Regions from separate parts of the Sus scrofa genome. Here region 2 is linked to region 1. A link is a contact called in public HiChIP or PLAC-seq data. All regions are on one chromosome and are shown on one strand. Each heading gives the region's core, a stretch centred on a gene start, on an enhancer-like site or on the middle of the called end of the contact. The rest is flanking DNA. Distances are from core to core; before and after follow the strand shown. Region 1 holds the start of LOC100522040 (formiminotransferase N-terminal subdomain-containing protein-like). Region 2 holds the start of MAIP1 (m-AAA protease-interacting protein 1, mitochondrial).

Region 1 (5,020 bases), core at 1,144-3,643:
CTGTCTGTGCCCATGGTTGTTAGAAAAGTACTGCTTACAAAATTGGTCTTCCTGGAAAAAGGAAGAGGGGATGGAGAGAAAACACCATATTACAGTAATATCAATGGTACCTATGAGAAGGAATTACAGTGTTAATGACTTACCATAAATGACATACATACCTCAGCTGAGTAATTGAGAGCTATTACTATCTCCGGAAGTTGCTCCTGTATGGTTATGTAAATCCTTGTCTGTGGGGATAAAACAAAACAAACAAAAAAACCTTGTGCTTACTTCAGTCTGTTACTTTACTGTGCCCTTTATATCATATATTTGTATTTCTCAAAGATTTCAATTATCTTAGAGCTACTGAAATAACCTTGTAGTATATTTAATAGTTATTATACTTAATTTTCTTTCTTTCTTTTTTTTTTTTTTTTTTGTCTTTTTGCCTTTTCTAGGGCCGCTTTCGTGGCACATGGACGTTCCCAGGCAAGGGGTCTAATCGGAGCTGAGCCACCCGGCCTACGCCACAGCCACAGCAACGCGGGATCTGAGCCGCGTCTGTGACCCACACCACAGCTCACCGCAACACCGGATCATTAACCCACTGAACAAGGCCAGGGATCGAACCTGAAACCTCATGGTTCCTACTCAGATTCGTTAACCACTGCGCCACGATGGGAATTCCTAATTTTCTTTCTAAAACACAAGAATTTCCCACCCCCTTCAATAATGACAGATTCAATTAAAAGGTCAACCTAAAAACAAGACCACAAAAATCAAACCCCATGAAAACGTTTGGTTTATGGATTACATTTTAGTAATCCTCTACCTAACAAGAGATGGTAACAACATGCATGTGATTCACAAAATAAAATGAAGGTTGATTGCTGAAATATGGTTATATATTCATTATTATATAATTAGCCTCTGCTTCTTTTTAACCAGTTACTTTTAGGAAGCAGCAGATATACTTGGTAAAATTAAATTTGATTGGTTACTATTATGATGTCAGATGAAACTCAATAATTAGACCAGAGTAGGCTATCATATTATACCTCTCTGAAGTCACTAAGTATATATAAGTATATGTAAGAAAACTACATTTTATCATTTACTCATTTGTATTCATACTTCAAGGCTACTTATTGATATTTGATATGTGGAGTAAAGAAAAGAGCGTGTGTACTTAAGTACACACATATATAGACCCAGAAGAGTTAATATATGAAGTGCCTAGTTCAACTTCTGGCCTACAATATGCCTCAATAAATGTTGGCTGTAATATTTTAAATTCTCACTATTATTTCTCCCACACATTACCTTACAGTGCCCTGCCTCACAAGGACTTTAGAACACTGGGCTCCCCCCTTCCTCGTCTTTTGCATACTTTTAGTTAAATCTTATTCATACTCAACTGGGTACAGATAATTGTTGGACACCTATGACTTTCCTAGTGTTCAAGCTGGTTTTTGAAAACCCTAAAATAGCAAGTCCCGTTGGCTGTAAACACCAACGACATCAAAATGACATCAAATGTGTAACAACTAAAGCTTGTTCCCATTTCCCCCATCCCACTCCTTGTGTCCTGCTCCCTGCTACCAGAGACGCATTAGACTTCATAACTAAATCAAGTCTCAGGAACCTAGAAATCTTTGTGTGTCCGCAGGGAAACGCGAGGGTGTGAGAAGAGGGAGATTTTCTTCATGCAGAACACGTAAAAGACCTCCCACAGAAGTTCTGTCCCACAGGACAGAGTTACTCTATTATCTCTGGGGCTGTGTCTCTTTTAAGGCCCGAAGGACTAGAAAAACCTCACCTGAAAGTTGAGTCTACAGAAAGAGGGGCATGGTATACTCAAAACTCTCTACCCCACTACTGGACAGCGACCTTCGGCAGCCTCTGCTATAGGAATGTCACAACGGCTGCCCTTCCCGCTGGGAGTCCTCGGCTCACTCCCTCTTCCTTTGCGTTTCCTCAGGTTCCTTCCGAGACTTCCGTTCGAACTTCCCGCTGGTGCAGAACCCACCAATCATAAACGTCCTTCCCGGGCCACGCCCCCTCGTCGCCTCCTCCCGGGAACCCGAGTCGAATTTCGCGCACACCCCTCCTTCCGTGACGCACGCTGCGCGCGGACGTCGGCCTCTGACGCCACTTTGCCCCCACTGCAGGTCCCGCCCGGGCCGTTCCTGCTGACCGTTGGGTGCCGCCGGGCCGAAGTTCCTCCCTCGAGACTTTCCCCACCACACGAACCGCTCTGGCGGCGGCGACCCATGTGGGGGTTCAGGCTCCTGCGGTCGCCGCCGCTGCTGCTTCTTCTGCCGCAACTCGGAATCGGAATCGCCGCGACCTGCTCTCAGGCCAGAACCATGAACCTTGGCGGCAGCAGCAGCAGCGGCGGCGCGCTCTGCTCCTCGGCCGAGGGGCTCCGACCGCAGTGCCTGCGGCTGTCCACGGTGCCGGGTGCAGATCCGCAGCGCTGCAACGAGTTGCTCCTGCTGGCGGCGGGGGCGGTGGCCGCGGGGGAGGGACAGGAACCGCGGAACCTCCCTGGGGACCCGACGAAGGTGGAGCCGCAAACGCCGCCCCAGCATCACGTTCTCTATTTCCCCGGGGATGTGCAGGTAACCTGCGGCCTTCCTGGGCACCTGTTCCTTTCCCTTGTGGCTATGAGAATTCTCTAGATTCTTCCGTCATAGCTGCTGCCTGATTCCGTGCCTCGCCTGAACACACCCACACGTGTGCTAACCCGGGTGGCTCCACGAAATCCCAAATCGCCCCTTCCACGCCCCTAATCCCCTCCTCATAGAGCCCCAGAGGAAGGCTGTGTTTGGAGGGCTACAACCTGGAAAGAGCGAGCTGGCAGTCCAGGAAGTGGAATTTAAGACATAGAAATGAGACAGATAATGTATATTTATTCTACAACTTGGTTTCTCAGAGGGGTGTGTGTGTGTGTGGGTGTTGGGCAGGAGACGGAGAGATGGCTTTTAAATTAGTATGTAGTGTTCAAAAAACGCTGGCAGTTATTAAAAAAGCAAACAAGTAAACAAAAAAGGCTTTACTAGGTGTGACATTCTCAGTAACCCTAAGAAAGGGACAGTAATTGCTAAGCATGTCAATACTTTGATGCTCACTTAAATTCTGTACTTTTGTTTTTGTGAATGAGTGTGTGTGTGTGTGTGTATGTGTGTGTGTTTAGGGCCACACCCACGGCATATGTAAGTTCAAATCTGAGCTGTAGCTGCTGGCCTTACACCACAGCCATAGCAACGCTGGATCCTTACTTAAGCCACTGAACGAGGGCAGGGATGGAACCCATGTCCTCATGGATACTAGTCGGATTTGTTTCCGCTAAACCACCACGGGAAGTCCTAGTGTGTGATATTATCTTTATTATTAATTTTGTGGCTGCAGGATATGTTGTCTTGGAAAGCTGGATCTTAATCTAAAACTGCTGTTGTCATTAGTACAGTAGCCATTAGTTATATATGACTTTAAATTAATTAAAATTAAATAGAATTAAAAATCCAGTTTCTTAGTCGCACTAACTTCAGGTGCTCAGTAGCACCAAAGGTTTCTAAGTGCTGTAATGGACAGTGCAAATACAGAGCATTTCTATGGACTATTTCCATCAACTGCAGAAAGTTCTCTTGGGTAGTGCTAGTGTTATCAGGTAAAGCTAGAATATGGCTAAATGTGTTTGTTGAACTGTGAAACAATTAGTTTATTAAACAGTTTATTGCTTTTGAAATTAATGCTTTAAAACAATGTGCCTGCCAACTTTGTGCCCTGAGTCAAGTGATGACGAAGGTATATATAGTTTCTTCTCTTGCCCTCCAAATAATTAACTGGTCTAGATGACTGCTCATCATGAAAAAATTAGTGCTTAGATTTAGGAGAAGACAATTTACTCGGTTGAGGCCTTTTTGCTCAGTTTGGGGAAAGCAACATGGCACTACTGACAGTGACTTCCAGAGTTTTGTGGACCAGCTACTGTGTGCATCTATAATAATAATGATGATGATAGTAATGATAACTAACCTTCATTGAACACTTACTAAATGTTTTTAAAATGTGCCAATCAGAATATAGCACAAGACTTCAGATGAAGTCTTAAAAAAGCTAAATATAGTTAGACTAATACCTCCTTATGTTTTGACAGCGTCCATTTCTTTTATGTAGCCCGAGATTCCATTAGCCTTTTGGACAGCAATATACTGTTGATTTGTGCAGAGTATGAAGTGCTGTAAAAACCCAGGTCTTTTCAGAAGAAATAGAGAATAATGCATAAAAGGCTCTGAGGCCAGATTGCCTAGGTTTAAACCCTGATTCTGCACTTTTTAGCTATGAAATATCTGGCCAATTGTTCAATCTCTCTGTATTGCAGCCAGCTCAACTACAAAATGGGAATAATGACGTATAGAAGATATTTGAGGATTAAATAAATGTGTGAATACCCAATGAGTTACACTGCCTTATCTTTCTGATGACCTTTGTAATTACTGGGGAGTACTGTAGCGCTCAGTTCTTGGACTTTTCCTGACTACTCTTACTCCCTTTGTGATCTCTTTCAGTCTTGTATCTTTACATACTACCAGTACCCTGACAACCTTCAACATTTGTGTTCTAGCCTAGACATTTTCCTGGAACTTTAGACTTGCCAATAGTATGCACATACTTCCTTTTGGACATTTAATAAAATCTCTGGATCTTTACCCCTAAATTTGCTCATCCTATAATCTTCATCTTGTTTCTCAGTTTTTGGAAACTCCTATTTAATAGTTTGAGTACAGATCTTGAAGTCAATCCTTTTGTTCTCTCTTAATACATCAGCAAATAAAGTGGCTTTACCTCTAAATGTATCTAGAATTGATCAGAATAATCTTTTAAAAATCTAGCTCAAATCATACTACACCTCTGCTCAAAACTAACAGCTTCCTTTGTCATTCAGTAAAAGCCAGAGTCCTCTTGATGGCCTGCAAGACCTTTGACTATTGCTTTTCTCTCTCCTTTCTTATTTTACTCTCTGTAGAAGACA
Region 2 (5,020 bases), core at 1,630-4,129, 36 kb after region 1:
TGTCTCTTGTAGATAACTGGTCTCATTGATGTCCAGCCTATTGTTCTGGTATTTTTGCAAAGTGATCAAAAACATACACACTTATTTCCCATTTTCTTTACAAAAAAGTATCTTATTACGTATTTTCTTTTGTATTTATGTATTTGCTTTTTTTAAAATTTAAAAATATAGCCTGGAAATCACTGCTATCATTTCAGATTATCTCTCTCATGCTTTTTTATAGCTTAGTACACCATACCGTAAATGCACAAATTTTTTTTGTCTTTATAGGGCCACACCTGAGGTACATACAAGTTCCCAGGCTAGGGATCAAATCAAGAGCTGCATCTGCCAGCCCATGCCACAGCCACTCAGGATCCAAGCCACGTCTACAACCTACACCACAGCTCACAGCTACGCCAGATCCTTAACCGACTGAGCAGGGCCGGGGATCAAACCCATATCCTCATAGATACTGGTCAGGTTCATTACCAGTGAGCCACCACAACAGGAGCTCCTAAATGGACAATTTAATCAGTTTCCTATGCATATGTTTTTAGATCATTTGCAGTAATTTGCAAGTATAATAAACACAAGATATTTTCATATTGTTGGAAGTGTATCCTCAGAGTAAATTCCTAGAGAGGAAGTGCTATATCATAAAGTAAATACACCTACAGTTTTGTTAGATATGCCAAATTCCCCTCCATGAGGGTTGTATCACTTGGCATAAAATGTGAGTGCTAGTTTCTTCACAGACTCACCAAAAGTGTATTATTAAAGCCTTTTGAATGTTGCCAACATGATGGATAAATGGTATATCAGTGTAGCTTTAATTTCTATTATGAACAAAACAGAACATCTTTTCATGTGTTTAGAGGCCATTTTTACCTTTTTGTCAACTGTTCACTTTTTAATTAGAATTTGCCCCCCACCCTTAATTTCCACAAGTTCTTTACATACATGGGCTTTTACTGCCCTTTAATGAAACACACGTTGCAAATATTTTTCTCCCAATTTATATTTTATGTACTCAATTTTAACCTTTTCTTTTATTACATCTGAGTTAGAAAGCCCTGCATAGAACTAGACTACAGAGAAATTTACCCATGTTTTCTGCTAGCACTTACAGTTTGATTTTTTTTTTTTTTAACATTTAGATCTAGATTCCATTTGGAGATTACTGTTGTGTATGGTGTCAGATATAAATCTAATTTAATCATTTTCTAAATGACTATCTAGTTGTCCAAGCTCTATTTATTTAAAAGTTCATCTTTGCCCCAGAAATGTTTAAAATGTCATGCTCATCACATACTAAGTTCCAAATGAATGGAAATTTATCCAGACTCCAGAGAAATATATAAATATCTCCAGAATATGGATAAATACATATATATATTTACGTTGCCATCCAGATGTGTGTGTGTACATACAGGTTTCCATCCAGACTTCCTATTCTATTCCTCTGGTCTGTCTCTTCATGCAGTTTGTACCACACTGCTGATTATTAAAACATGTTTAAAAATTTGATAGAACTATACCCCCTTACAGCCCTTCTTTAGTGTTTCCAAGTACAAGAGTCTTGTTTTGCAACACAGCTATTAATTTCTAGTTTTGTTACATTGTAACCACAGTGTTGTTTGTAATTTTCCACTTTATGAAACTTGATGATGCTTTCTTTTTGACATATTACACGTCTTATTTCTGTTATTAAATTACAAGACACTTTGCTATGCACCTGGCAAAGCAATTTCACAACCCTCCATCCTCTGATCTTCACAATACTGTCCTGTAGGCATCTTACACTAACAAGTCCTGTGGTGGGGGTTGGGAAAACAGTCACCCTTTAGCACTAGTCCCCCAAATAAATGAAGGCTTGTATGCTCCCATTAGGTTGCCAACTCCGAAAAGAAAAAAAACTTCCATCTCGGACTTTTCTAATACTCAGGAGTATGCCCAACCACCTTCACAGATCAAGTAAAACTGCTCTCTACCGTGAGGAGACTCTTAACTGTAACTTTAGTGGGTTTGTTTGTTTGTTTTTTCTTAAAATATCTGCTGGGCTCTTAAATTTCAGTTTTTCTGAAGCCTGGAGTCCCCCGAAAAAACGCTCCAAGTAAAAACACTTCCCTCCCCCCATTAATATTTTTGTCTGAGTTTTCCTTTAAAGAGTTATGGTTTGAGTTACACATATATGAAAATCGAACATCTGAACTAGAACCCATGCTAGTTAGAATCCACGACCAGTAGAAGTTTCTCGGAGGATTCCCATTGCTTCCTCTTTTGGCTTGGTGCAGTAAAAAATTGCTTCTTCAAATCCATAAACTCGCATAGACGAACACGCGCCGTTGAAGCCACCGGAGGGGGCAGCTAGCAGTGTTATTAGGCAAAATATTTCTCGTACCCAGCTCTCTGTCGTTAGCCTTCTTCCCAGAACCGTGGAGAGGTTCTCTTTTGAAAATTTAAGAGATGAGCAGGTCAGCATCCCCCACGTGCCCTCTCGTTTGGTAGCAGAGGCAACCAGCCATCTTCAGCCGAGAGTCGCCTCCTCCCTACACTATGGGTCGCAAGAAACCGGTTCGGATCCGCTCGAGTGGTGGGCTTCTCGCGGTTCAACCCCGCGGGAGGACCTCACCTGCGGGTAGAGATGCTCGGTGAACTGCTCCTGCGAAACGCCCTCGAGCCGGGGTACCAGAAAACGCTGCCCGGCCATAGTTGCTCACGTGAGCCTGTCCTCCTCCAAGTCCCGGGAACTTCGGTCTTAACACATTTCTTCGCGCGCGATCCGCTCGGAAACACGACCCTGAGAGAAAAGGTCCGTGCGCCCGGCAGAGTAGCGAGTTCCGCAAGTTGGAGCGCCGGCCTGGGGGCCGCGTGTGCTGAAGAGCGGGGATGGGGCGGACTCACCAGGGGTGGCAGCAACAGACCAGCTTGACTCTTCCAGTCTTTCTCCAAACCCGCTGAGGTGTTTCCCACCGACTTTCTTTCCGTATTGCACTAGCAAACGCTGGGGGTGAAAGGTCACAAAGATGGCGCTGGCCGTACGTCTTTTATCCCGCTTACTGCTATTTCGGCCTCTGCCCGGCTGGGCCGCCCGACTCCAGAGCCCTGGTTCGACCGAGGTGAGGCCGCCATGGCCTGGATTTTGCTGCTTCTGCCGCCGCCGCCTTGGTTCGGGAACGACCCCATTTCCTCGAGTCTCTTGGGCCTTGGCGCTGCCAGCTCGGGGTCCTGGGCGTCCCCTGCTCAGCCCTCGGGAGCTCCCTGCAACCCTCCCCGCCTTCTCTTCCTGCTCTCGGCGAACCTACAGCACGGAGGATCAGCCCCAGCAGCGCCAGAAAACCAAGATGATCATTCTGGGGTTCCCCAACCCCATCAACTGGGTTCGGACTCGAATTTACTCCTTCCTTATCTGGGCCTATTTCGACCAAGAGTTCAGCATCGCAGAATTCTCAGAGGGAGCGAAGCAGGTTTGTTTAATTTCTCTGCAGATAATCTGCCCACCTCTCACGCATTCAGCTATTACACGAAAAAGTGTTTAGCGGTGAGATTTCCACCAGGTCCCAAGTTATGAAATATGGGTAGTCACGCAGCCGCAGAGCCCTCCGGACACTTCCTGACTTAAGCGTCTCCTTATGTTTTATATGGTCGCCGAGAATAAAAGGGTTTGATGGAGACTCCAGGGTGAAGTCCCTTAATTATCTTTTCCACTCTCTACAGGTTTTGAATCAAATAGAAATGGATTCAAAGCCTGTTTCGGCCACTTCTGCCAATGGCTCTTTTTTCTGAATGTCATTTTCTGCAGAATGAAGAAGGCAGTATTGATTGTATGCTGGTATTGATATATTTACTCCTAATTTTTTCAGATTATTTCTATAAACAAGGCCATTAATGTTTATTTATGTGACCTGCCTGTTATAAATTAAATGTTTTCAGCTTTATGTAATCATTATCAGTATTAACTCCTGCTTTTTGCTTCCTGGAGTCAACTCTTGATTGATTTATCTTTTTATAAAAGAGTTAAAAAGCAAAGGGCAGACCTGATTAATAGCATTGTAAGGGATAAATCTCTGCTTATGTTCTCAAAATCTTTTGCCTGTGCAGAGGTAAATAATCATGATGCTACTTTTTCCACGGTTGCAGCTGATGACTTGAGCTTGTCTACCTCATGCTCTTTTATGTGTCAATAAGGAATGGAAGTCATCTCCCAACCATGGGCAGGAATCAGGCCTAAGTGCCTATTTCCTCTCAACACGGGAGCATGGGACACTTTTTAGTCACTGTTTGATACTAAAGGGCCTCCAGCTGTGAGCTGTTTTAGCCCCTATACTTGCTGTTAAGTAGTATCTGCACACTTCATCAGCCAGTCTATATGCAGTTGTGCCCCATCTAAGTCAACTTTTGTGCATTTCCAAAAAGAATGTTGGGTCATCCATAGCAAATATTTAGCAGTTCCCAATAAACCAGTGGTTACTTAACATACCTTTCATAAGCAAACCAGTATGATTTCGAAGGATGTGTCCAAAAGAACCCTTCCTACTAGATCTCATAAGGCAACTGTGCATTTTTTTGCATAGATATAATTCTAAGGCTTGGAAATAATCTGGTACAAAAACACTGGCTACTTGACTCTCACCTCAACTTTTTCTCCTTTGGCTCACCTGCCAGCGGTAAGAGTTATCTTGGGTTGTGAATATCAAGTTATCAATTAGATTATGTTCATTAAGTTTTTCTTTTTTATCATAAAACATGAAAACAAAAAGTTACCTTAGGGCTCATCATTTTAGTCTAATTCTCCTTTATAGCTGATAAAAATCAACTTCTAAAAAAATGCAATGATTGGCTCAAGGATGCATAGCTAGCAATTGCTGAGGTTCACTATCCTGTGACCCACCCTACAAGCAGTCTTGGTCTTCCAGAGTCACTAGAAATTGAGATGGTTAAGTACAATCTAGGCAAGCTTTTTATTTTTAAATTTATTATTTAAAAAATTTTTAATTGAAGTATAGTTGATGTACAATATTATGTAAGTTACAGGTTT

Evidence for each region. HiChIP or PLAC-seq counts read pairs in DNA pulled down with a chosen protein or histone mark.
Region 2: a contact with region 1 is called in an H3K27ac HiChIP or PLAC-seq map of alveolar macrophages. The contact joins the promoter of MAIP1 here to the promoter of LOC100522040 in region 1. A contact is called at or near these places in 1 of 47 Hi-C or Micro-C datasets (epiblast stem cells) and 1 of 2 datasets of contacts at active chromatin or transcription factors (alveolar macrophages).

Annotation. Positions count from the first base shown.
Region 1 is chr15:103,540,764-103,545,783 of Sscrofa11.1, forward strand. LOC100522040 (formiminotransferase N-terminal subdomain-containing protein-like) reads right to left here and starts at 2,394. Exons shown (of 7, transcript XM_021075940.1): 1 at 2,180-2,394; 2 at 162-230. The coding sequence starts at 2,257.
Region 2 is chr15:103,576,047-103,581,066 of Sscrofa11.1, forward strand. It overlaps MAIP1 (m-AAA protease-interacting protein 1, mitochondrial), which reads left to right and starts at 2,880. Exons shown (of 5, transcript XM_003133571.3): 1 at 2,880-3,449. The coding sequence starts at 3,009. It overlaps TYW5 (tRNA wybutosine-synthesizing protein 5), which reads right to left and starts at 2,855. Exons shown (of 8, transcript XM_003133570.5): 1 at 2,615-2,855. The coding sequence starts at 2,692.